3 separate regions of the Sus scrofa genome follow, and all the other regions are linked to region 2. The links are chromatin contacts, called in public HiChIP or PLAC-seq maps. All regions are on one chromosome and are shown on one strand. The core of a region is the stretch at or near the end of the contact, and the rest is flanking DNA. Distances in the headings are between cores, read along the strand shown.

Region 1 (2,700 bases), core at 100-2,599, 980 kb before region 2:
AGCAGAAGACGAGAAAAACTGGGTAGAGTTACAGATGTTATAGAAGGAATTGAGCAGTAATTAGGAAAATGAAAAATAACCTGAGGATAACTATATTCAAGTAAAGAAACAGAGAGGAGTCAGGGTGGAGGATAGTCAGAAGGAATTTTTCATCAGTTGGCCAGAAATGGTTTAGGAAAAGTTTCTTGAAATAGAAGCTGAAGGGTAATGAAGGGGTGGAGAGGAAAGTGAACCTCACTTCCTTCTCCGTGTACACTTTCCCTCGTTCATTCAAAAAGCATTTATTAAGTTCCTACTCTGTCCAGCACTGTGCCAGGCTCAAGGCTCCTGTTCTTCAGAGCTTCATAGTATAATGGGAAAGACCTGTAAACAAATAATGGCAGCCTTGTGCTAAGAGCTGTTATGAACAGTGGTGCCCTGGCCACTGTAAGAAAGCTCTAGACTACAACCCTAGCTTGGGAAAGGAGAGTTATAAATGTGTTTCTAGGTTTCCTAGAGGAGATGACATCTGAACCAATGGATGGAAAGTGAATTGGAGGAGAGTGCTAGGCAGAGAAAGTATTTACAAAAGTCTGGAGACAAAGCAAAATGAAGTGTTTAAACAGAATTGGAGTCCTGGCTTTCAAGAGAGGGACTATCAGAAGGGAGGTTGTTGAAAAGAGAGGTCTAAATTTTGCAGGGCCTTGTGTTGTCATTCTAAGGAATTTAACCGTAATCCTATAGAACACTAAGAAGTTTGAAGGATATTAAGCAAGTGAGATAGCTACATTTAGATTTAGGAAGTTAACTCTGGAAGGAGAATTGGCCTGAGAGTTGAGAGACCTATTTAGACGCTTCTGAAATAATCTGGGTGAAAAAATGCTGAGGGCTTGAAATAAGTCGGAGGCAATAAGAAATGGAGATAAAGGGAAGAATTTACTTCACATACTACTGTAATTTACCTGTTCTGTTTGCGGGCGTAGACGAGCAGTGCCTTTATGGCTAGGGCTTTGTATTCATCCTTGTATCCTCAGCGGTCGCTCAGTGATGGGCCGAGTTGCTTGTGGTGAAGGTGGCAGATGAATTCAGAAATGAAATACTCGGGGGAGCAGTAACGAGGAGATCCTTAAGAATATGCCTAGGAGAGTGCTGAGAGAAAAAAAAAAGTGAAATGCAGGAAGTCCGTAAGCGTTAGGAAGGAGAATCCCCAAAGAATCCCTGCCTCTTCCATTGGTTCCCAATTCCTCGCCCTCCGGAGCCATACGAACTACAACCGGCGTCCGGTTTTCCCGCGGATCTCAGGCGGCTCCGCCTCCCCGGCACTCCGTGGTCAAAGGCACCGCAGCTCTAGGCCACGCCCTCTTGGCACTGGCCGCGTTCTCCTACGCTCCCTGCACCTGAGGGACCGCCCACATTGGCTAAGCCACACCCACCTCGGTATCCCTCCGGTTACAGGCTTTATTGGCTCCGCCCCCTCCCGGGAGGTCTCTCGGTGGCCCCACCTCCGCCCGCCCTGCCCAGCCTTCCCGCAACTCTCGCCAGGGGGCGCAGCGCAACCCCCCTGCCACCCGCGGCAGAGTCTGTCGCACACACCCCCTCCGCCGGCGCGCCGGCAGTTCCTAGCCGACTACGCCTCCGCTCAGAGCCAGCCCGGCTGCTCCCGCTCCGACTCCGGAAAGGGTCGGGGGTCCCGAATGGCCGCGGCAGGGTATAGGAGGCCAAACGTGTAGGCCGACAGGCGTCATGGAGGCGGAGCAGCGGCCGCCGACTGGGACCAGCGACGGGGCGACCCCTGGACTGGAGGCGGCGCCTCCTGCTGCCCCGGCGTCTACGACCACGGCCTCCGGTCCGATCCCTGGGTCCGGGCCCGGGCCTGAGCCCAAGAGGAGGCAGCTCGGGACGCTGCTCCAGCCTACGGTCAACAAGTTCTCCCTTCGTGTGTTCGGCAGCCACAAAGCAGTGGAAATCGAGCAGGAGCGGGTCAAGTCAGCGGGGGCCTGGATCATCCATCCCTACAGCGACTTCCGGTACTGAGGGTCCGGCAGGGAGGGCGGGGGACACAGGTCCTACCTCCACGGGCCGGGGCACGGGGCCGGGCCAGCCCCACCCTCCACAGACACTTCATTTCCGGCCCAGGGGTCCCTTGGGGGGCCGACAGTCACTTCCCCCAACCTAGCCCGGGAATTCTTGGGCAAAGGGTCCCCAGCTGGAGATCCTGGCTGACTTCTTAGGCTGGGGGCGCTGGAAGGGACAAGCAGATTAACAGAGACCTGGATTTCCCATTTCAGGAACCCGGCACCCCACCTGGACCACAGGGAATACAGGAACTAGGGACCGCTGCCTCCTCCAGTCCTGCTTGCTGGGGATCTGGGAAATTTTATCATATTTCAAGGCTCAGGGTCAATCTGAGGGAGAAACCGAACTCTGCTATCTCCCACCGACCCCATTCCCGTCCCCAGCACCTGCCTAGTTCAGCAGGGCAGGCGACCAGGGAAAATAGGGACGCTGGGGGTGGGGGAGGGGGTGTCCAGACAACAGCTCTGATCGCTGTCCCTGGTGCTGAAGGAGGAATTCGGCCGGGCAGGGCCGAGACTCAAAAGTGATTTGAGGCAGCCACGCAGGAGCACGGCCACCGCCCAGGTGACCACCAGAGAGAAGGGACGAAGAGAGGGGGTGGGGCTATTCCACAGTCCCCATCAGGCTGTACCTCCACATCAAGGT
Region 2 (2,700 bases), core at 78-2,577:
AGAGACCTCAGGAGGCCACTGAGAGATCAGCTAGAATCACTAGGGGAAGGGAGACCCCGTAAGAACAAACCTGACAGAAAAGGGGTTGGCAGGAGGGTAAGAGACTACATGCATCTTAGTCTCCTCGGCCCACCCTCCGAAAAGCCCCTCACTCCCTGGACCCCCACTCCCAACCCAGTTCGGACTGGAGAACTCTTGCCCAGATGTTTAACAGCTGCAAACTTCTGGCCGGGGGTTCTCCAGCTGGGGCCACAGACAAACCAGAGCAGGGGTCTCGGAGGCAGGCTAGGAGGTCCCAAGAAAGGGTCCTGCGTGCCCACCTCCGTGCTAACTCTGAGTGCCAACTCCACAGGCACAGGGCAAACCCGGGCCCGGGACACACACACACTCACACACCCCAACCCACCACCCCGGTGTCATCTGAACAACATCCCCCCTCCCTCCCCCGCTTCCCAAACAGCTGCGGCTCCCCCCGCCCCCACCCTCCCGCCGCCCTCTCAGGCCCCCTTCTGCACCATTTCGGGCCAAGGAGGAGGGAACAGGCGGCTCGAGGAGGGAGAGGGAGGGAGGGCCGGCTGTTAAAATGTCAGTCGCTCCCGGCTGTCACCGGAGACCCCCTCTGAGGATGGCGCCCCTTCCCAGACCGCTCGGAGGCCGCCTTAACCCCCGGACACCAACAGACCGGCGCGCCCCCAAGCCACCCGTCCCCACCCCGACCCCAACACCCAAGGGAATTACAGCCCACTCCACTTGTCCCCCACAGCCGACTCCCTCACCCAAACAGTCCCCCATGTAATCTTCCACCAACGCCACAAGAAAACACAGCCCGCTCCGCGAGTTCCTCCCAAACCCAAGAGGCCACCCCATCCCACCTCTCAGGGGGACGGTCTAGACCACCCTCCACCCCAACCCCAGGATGGGGTGGGGGAGGGGGCCTCTTAAAGCGGCAGGAGCATTATTTTTCTCTACTCACCGGCCCCGCTGGGGGAAGGGGGATGTCACGGCTGGGAGGGGGTAGCCCTCGCCCCTAGTCCTGGGGCTCTTCAGCACCTGGAAGCCGCAGCTCCGGGCGGGGGGAATAATAAATGAGGCCGGCGTCCGCGCGGGCCCTGGGCTGCGCCGGGGGGCCTGGGCCCCCGTCGTGGGCGCGAGGGCGGGCAGGCGGGCGGCCGGCAGGCGAGGGACTGGGGCCGAGCGCCCGAGCCGCCTCGGCTGTTGTTGATATTTTGCTTCCTTCCTCCTTTCGAGCTCCAAAGGTAACTCCTCCAGCCCCCGGGAGTCGAGGCCGACGTAGGCACAGCTCAGCCTAGCTTGAGGGGTGGGGGGAACGGGGGTGATGGACAGGCGGGGGGGCCAATGGGAGGAACCCGTGGGGGCGGAGGGGCGGGGCCGGAGCAGGGGCGGTCCCGGGGACGCGGCCCCGCCCCTCGCTTCCCTCGGGCCGGCCGGGCCGGGCCGGGTCGGCCCCCACCCCAGCGCCCTCCCAAGCTAGGCTGCGGCGCTGGGAGAGGCAGATCCCTCCGCCAGCCAGGAGGGAGGGAGGGAGGAAGCGAGGAAGCGACCGAGCGAGGCAAAGTAGGGAGGCGAGACCCAGAGGCCTCTAAGGGGATCGGCCCGCGCCCGTGGTGCCCCTTTCGAGCTGTCCGGACGGCCGCCTAGTACTGCTGCCACCATGCGCTCGAAGAGGTCCTTTCCGGGGAGGTTCCGCCGACTGGGCACATACTTCCCGCCCCCGCCCCCAAACACACTCACACACACTCGCGCACACACACTTACACACACGCTACCTCGACAGCTCCCCCCCAACCCCCAAGCCCCTAGAGAGTTGGGAGGTGGGAATCTAAGTAGATAAATTAAGGGTAGACACTAAGTGTTGAAAAGATTTTATCTCCTTCACTTAGTGTGAGCCGAAGCCTCACTTAAAGGGACCCGTTCTTTTCTGGGGGGTTACCTGGAGAGCTCGTTTGCTCCCTCTACCTGTGAGAGGCCCCCTCCCCTCCCAGGGCCCGGCTGGGCAGACGCCCAGCAATTTAAAGCGACAGCTCATAGTTCGTGGGTGACCTAATCCCCAGTGCCTGAGGCTCCAGAGCACTTACAGCCGAGGGGGGCAATTTAAAGGGGCGTGACCCTAATTTCCCCCAGCACAGGAAACGCCCAAAAGCATCTCATTAAAGAAACAGTAGTAGATGTTTAAAAAAATTTGTAATTCCTGGTTGCTCCAGGGTGTGGCGAATCTTCTGCCCTACCACAGGAGTGTGGGTGCCATGCCTACTGGACAAGCGACCTGTCAGACTTCCTCTCCAGCATCCCTGTTGCCCCAATGTCTGCTTTCTACCTGAAGCTTGAGGAAATGATGGAATTTGGCTTGGATCTTAAAGACCCTCGCAGAACAGAAGGGCACTCAGTTCACACACCTCGATTTCTACCTGGCTGGGTCTGATTTACTGGATCAAGGCTTAATGATCCAGGTTGAGTGCTGAAGAGGCTAATATATAAAGAGGTAGCATGTTTTGGAGTAGTCAAGCTACTTTAGTTCACATCCTTATTCCGCCATTTTTTAACCGGGAACACAGGCCCATTACTTAATTTCCCTGTACCTCATGATCCTCATAGGTAAAATAGCAGCGATGATAATAGTACCTAACTCATAAACTGGTGTGAAGATTAAATTGCTACGTACAAGTAGATCACTTTGAACAG
Region 3 (2,700 bases), core at 67-2,566, 520 kb before region 2:
ATTACATCACTGCTTTAAATGATCATGTAGACAGAACTAGGGCTGAACTAAGGGAACACAGACAAAACAAGTTATTTGGTCCATAAATGTAACTTAGCCCAAGCAAAATTGCCTCCTAGGAGTTCCCATCCTGGCTCAGCAGAAACGAATCTAACATCCATGAGGATGCAGGTTAGATCCCTGGCCTTGCTCAGTGGGTTAAGAATCTGGTGTTGCCGTGAGCTGTAGTGTAGGTTGCAGACAGGGGGCTCAGATCTGGTGTGGCTGTGGCATAGCAGCTGCAGCTCTGATTTGACCCCTGGCCTGGTAACCTCCATATGCCGCTCCTGCAGCTCTAAAAAGAAAAAAAAAAAAAAAAACTAAATTACTGTACCCCCACCCCCGAGAGTGTCTCCTTAAGACAAATGATTGTGAGATTACAAGATTACAAACTGCAATCAGCAGAATCCCCTCAACTTCAAATACCTTCTCAGCAGCATTCTGAGTTGGTTTAAGCTTTCCTTTGGCCATAAGCATGGCATTGATCTTAGCAGCCACAGCAGCAGCAGCGTCCAAGGCTCCAGAGGGAGCAGCTGTGGAGCCCCCAGGGCTTCCCCCACTGCTGGTAACCTCCCCACCTGGGGCTGCTGGTGGCAGGAAGAGAAGGGGGGCTGGAGCTGGTTGGTCCCATTTGCTGCGGCGCCTACAGGAAGAGGAAAATATTAGGCCACAAAGTTTTTACTATTTTTCTCCCCTTACTACACCTTAGTACCCCATTTTCCCGCTATCAGGCTCCCTTTACACTTTCGAATCTACTATCAGAGCTAAAATTACCATCTCTCCTTAAACAGACAACCACTGCAATATTTCCCCAAATCCTCACTTCTTTCAACCCTTTTCCTGAATCTACTTCCTTTCTACTCCGTCATCCCTATTAAAAGATTCTGGTGTCCTACAACCCTTCGTTCTCACCTTCCCTTTTGGCTCGTCATTCCCAAAGTCCCTGCTTTTCTCCTTTCTCTGATCCCCGCTGGCCTTTTTCTGGGGCCCCAGGCCTGCTCACGATCCTTCGCCCCCAAAGTCCGGCCCTCAAATACATACACTTCCCACCCAAGCGCCCCTCTACCCAGACGCTGCTTCCCATGATCCCTCCGCCTCTCCTGGGCCTCATGCTCGCTGCGATGCCCTCGCCAGAAAAGCTTTACCCGCCAGCTCCAGGATGTGTCGCGCTCCCCGCGGACATGGCGACCGGCTCTGATCAACCACCCGCCAACTACCCCACTACCTCCTTCCCGTCACTTCCGCCCCCAACGCCCTTACGCACAGCCTCTTCCGGTCGTGAGGCAAAGCGGTTCCGGTATAAAAGTCTATTCCGATTGGACTCCTGTTGATGTCAAGGCTTCTGGCCTTATTTGAAACAGATGGGGTGTGGCCTTCCTGCTTGCGCTTTCCCTTGAGAAAGATGGCTGCTAAATCTCATATTAAGGAAGAATTGGGGCAAGAAGAATCCATCTTTCTTGTGGGCAAGTCGCTAGCCAAGAGTACAACACGCATGAGTAAGGAAAATTAAACAGGTTTCTCCCCAAATTCAGTCACATTCTTGTAGAGTCCCAGCCGCTGACCTGGGACAGCGCTTTCCCGCGGCTTTTGCAAACTTCAAGTTTCAGTTACCTGCTTAGGGAAAAGGAAAGGACTCATCCCAAAAATTATTTGAAGATTTTTTTCTTTTCATTTCTGCGCGCCTGTCCCTGTTTTAAGAGCAGGGGGTCCTGCCTTTCTGACACTTAGAATGTGGCGTGGTGGCCACGCCGGGTATTACATAGAATAGGTTATAATAAACAAAGGTGGAGAAGATAAATGCTCAACTTGGTGGAGCTAACACGCAAGTATTTGAAAGTCACAGAGCCCTTCCAGTGAGGGCTAAAGAAGTGACCCAGCCTAGGTTATGAAATGGGAACTCCAAGGAGTCTCTACATAGAATCAATAAAATACAATGCTATTCTTGCAAACAAGTTTATGTACTGACAGGATTAACAGAATACAAATTCATTTAAAATTCACATTTTTAGGCGTCCCCGTTGTGGCTCAGTAGGTTAAAAACCTGACTAGTATCCATGAGGATGCAGGTTGGATCCCTGGTCCTGCTCAGGGACTTAAGTTGCTGTGGCTGTGGTGTAGGGCAGCTGCAGCTCCTGTTTGACTTCTATCCTGGGAACTTCCATGTGCCACACCTGTGGCCCTAAAAAAAAAATTTAAAGCCACATTTATAGTGTTTTCCCTTCAGCATTTAATAAATAAATGTCCCATATAAACATCTATTTCTGCATTCTTTTCTATTGCATGAATCTATTTTTTCCTTTGCTATAGTGTTTTGTGTGCGTGTGTGAGCTTTATTTGGGCCACACCTGTAGCATATGGAAGTTCCCAGGTTAGGTGTCGAATTGGAGCTACAGCTGCCCACCTACATCACAGTGACAGCAACACCAAATCTTTAACCCTCTGAGTGAGGGAACATTTAACCCAGGGCTTGAACCCACATCCTCATGGGTACTAGTCAGGTTCATTATCACTGAGCCACAATGGGAACACCTGCTATAGTGCCTTTTTTTTTTAGTGTCTTTATTTCCTTTTTTCTTTTTCTTTTTTCTTTTTCTTTTTTCTTTTTTTCTTTTTTTTCAGTTGCACTAGCAGCATGTGGAAGTTCCTGGGCCAGGGATTGAA

Evidence for each region. HiChIP or PLAC-seq counts read pairs in DNA pulled down with a chosen protein or histone mark.
Region 1: a contact with region 2 is called in an H3K27ac HiChIP or PLAC-seq map of alveolar macrophages. The contact joins the promoter of CLK2 here to the promoter of MEF2D in region 2. A contact is called at or near these places in 1 of 47 Hi-C or Micro-C datasets (liver) and 1 of 2 datasets of contacts at active chromatin or transcription factors (alveolar macrophages).
Region 3: a contact with region 2 is called in an H3K27ac HiChIP or PLAC-seq map of alveolar macrophages. The contact joins the promoter of KIAA0907 here to the promoter of MEF2D in region 2. A contact is called at or near these places in 1 of 5 promoter capture datasets (fetal liver) and 1 of 2 datasets of contacts at active chromatin or transcription factors (alveolar macrophages).

The regions. Positions count from the first base shown.
Region 1 is chr4:94,556,869-94,559,568 of Sscrofa11.1, reverse strand. It overlaps CLK2 (dual specificity protein kinase CLK2), which reads right to left and starts at 1,349. Exons shown (of 12, transcript XM_021089727.1): 1 at 942-1,349. It overlaps HCN3 (potassium/sodium hyperpolarization-activated cyclic nucleotide-gated channel 3), which reads left to right. Exons shown (of 9, transcript XM_013997013.2): 2 at 1,929-2,006.
Region 2 is chr4:93,580,190-93,582,889 of Sscrofa11.1, reverse strand. It overlaps MEF2D (myocyte-specific enhancer factor 2D), which reads right to left and starts at 1,327. Exons shown (of 12, transcript XM_021089672.1): 1 at 974-1,327.
Region 3 is chr4:94,096,827-94,099,526 of Sscrofa11.1, reverse strand. KIAA0907 (UPF0469 protein KIAA0907 homolog) reads right to left here and starts at 1,316. Exons shown (of 15, transcript XM_001928648.6): 1 at 1,185-1,316; 2 at 466-682. The coding sequence starts at 1,222.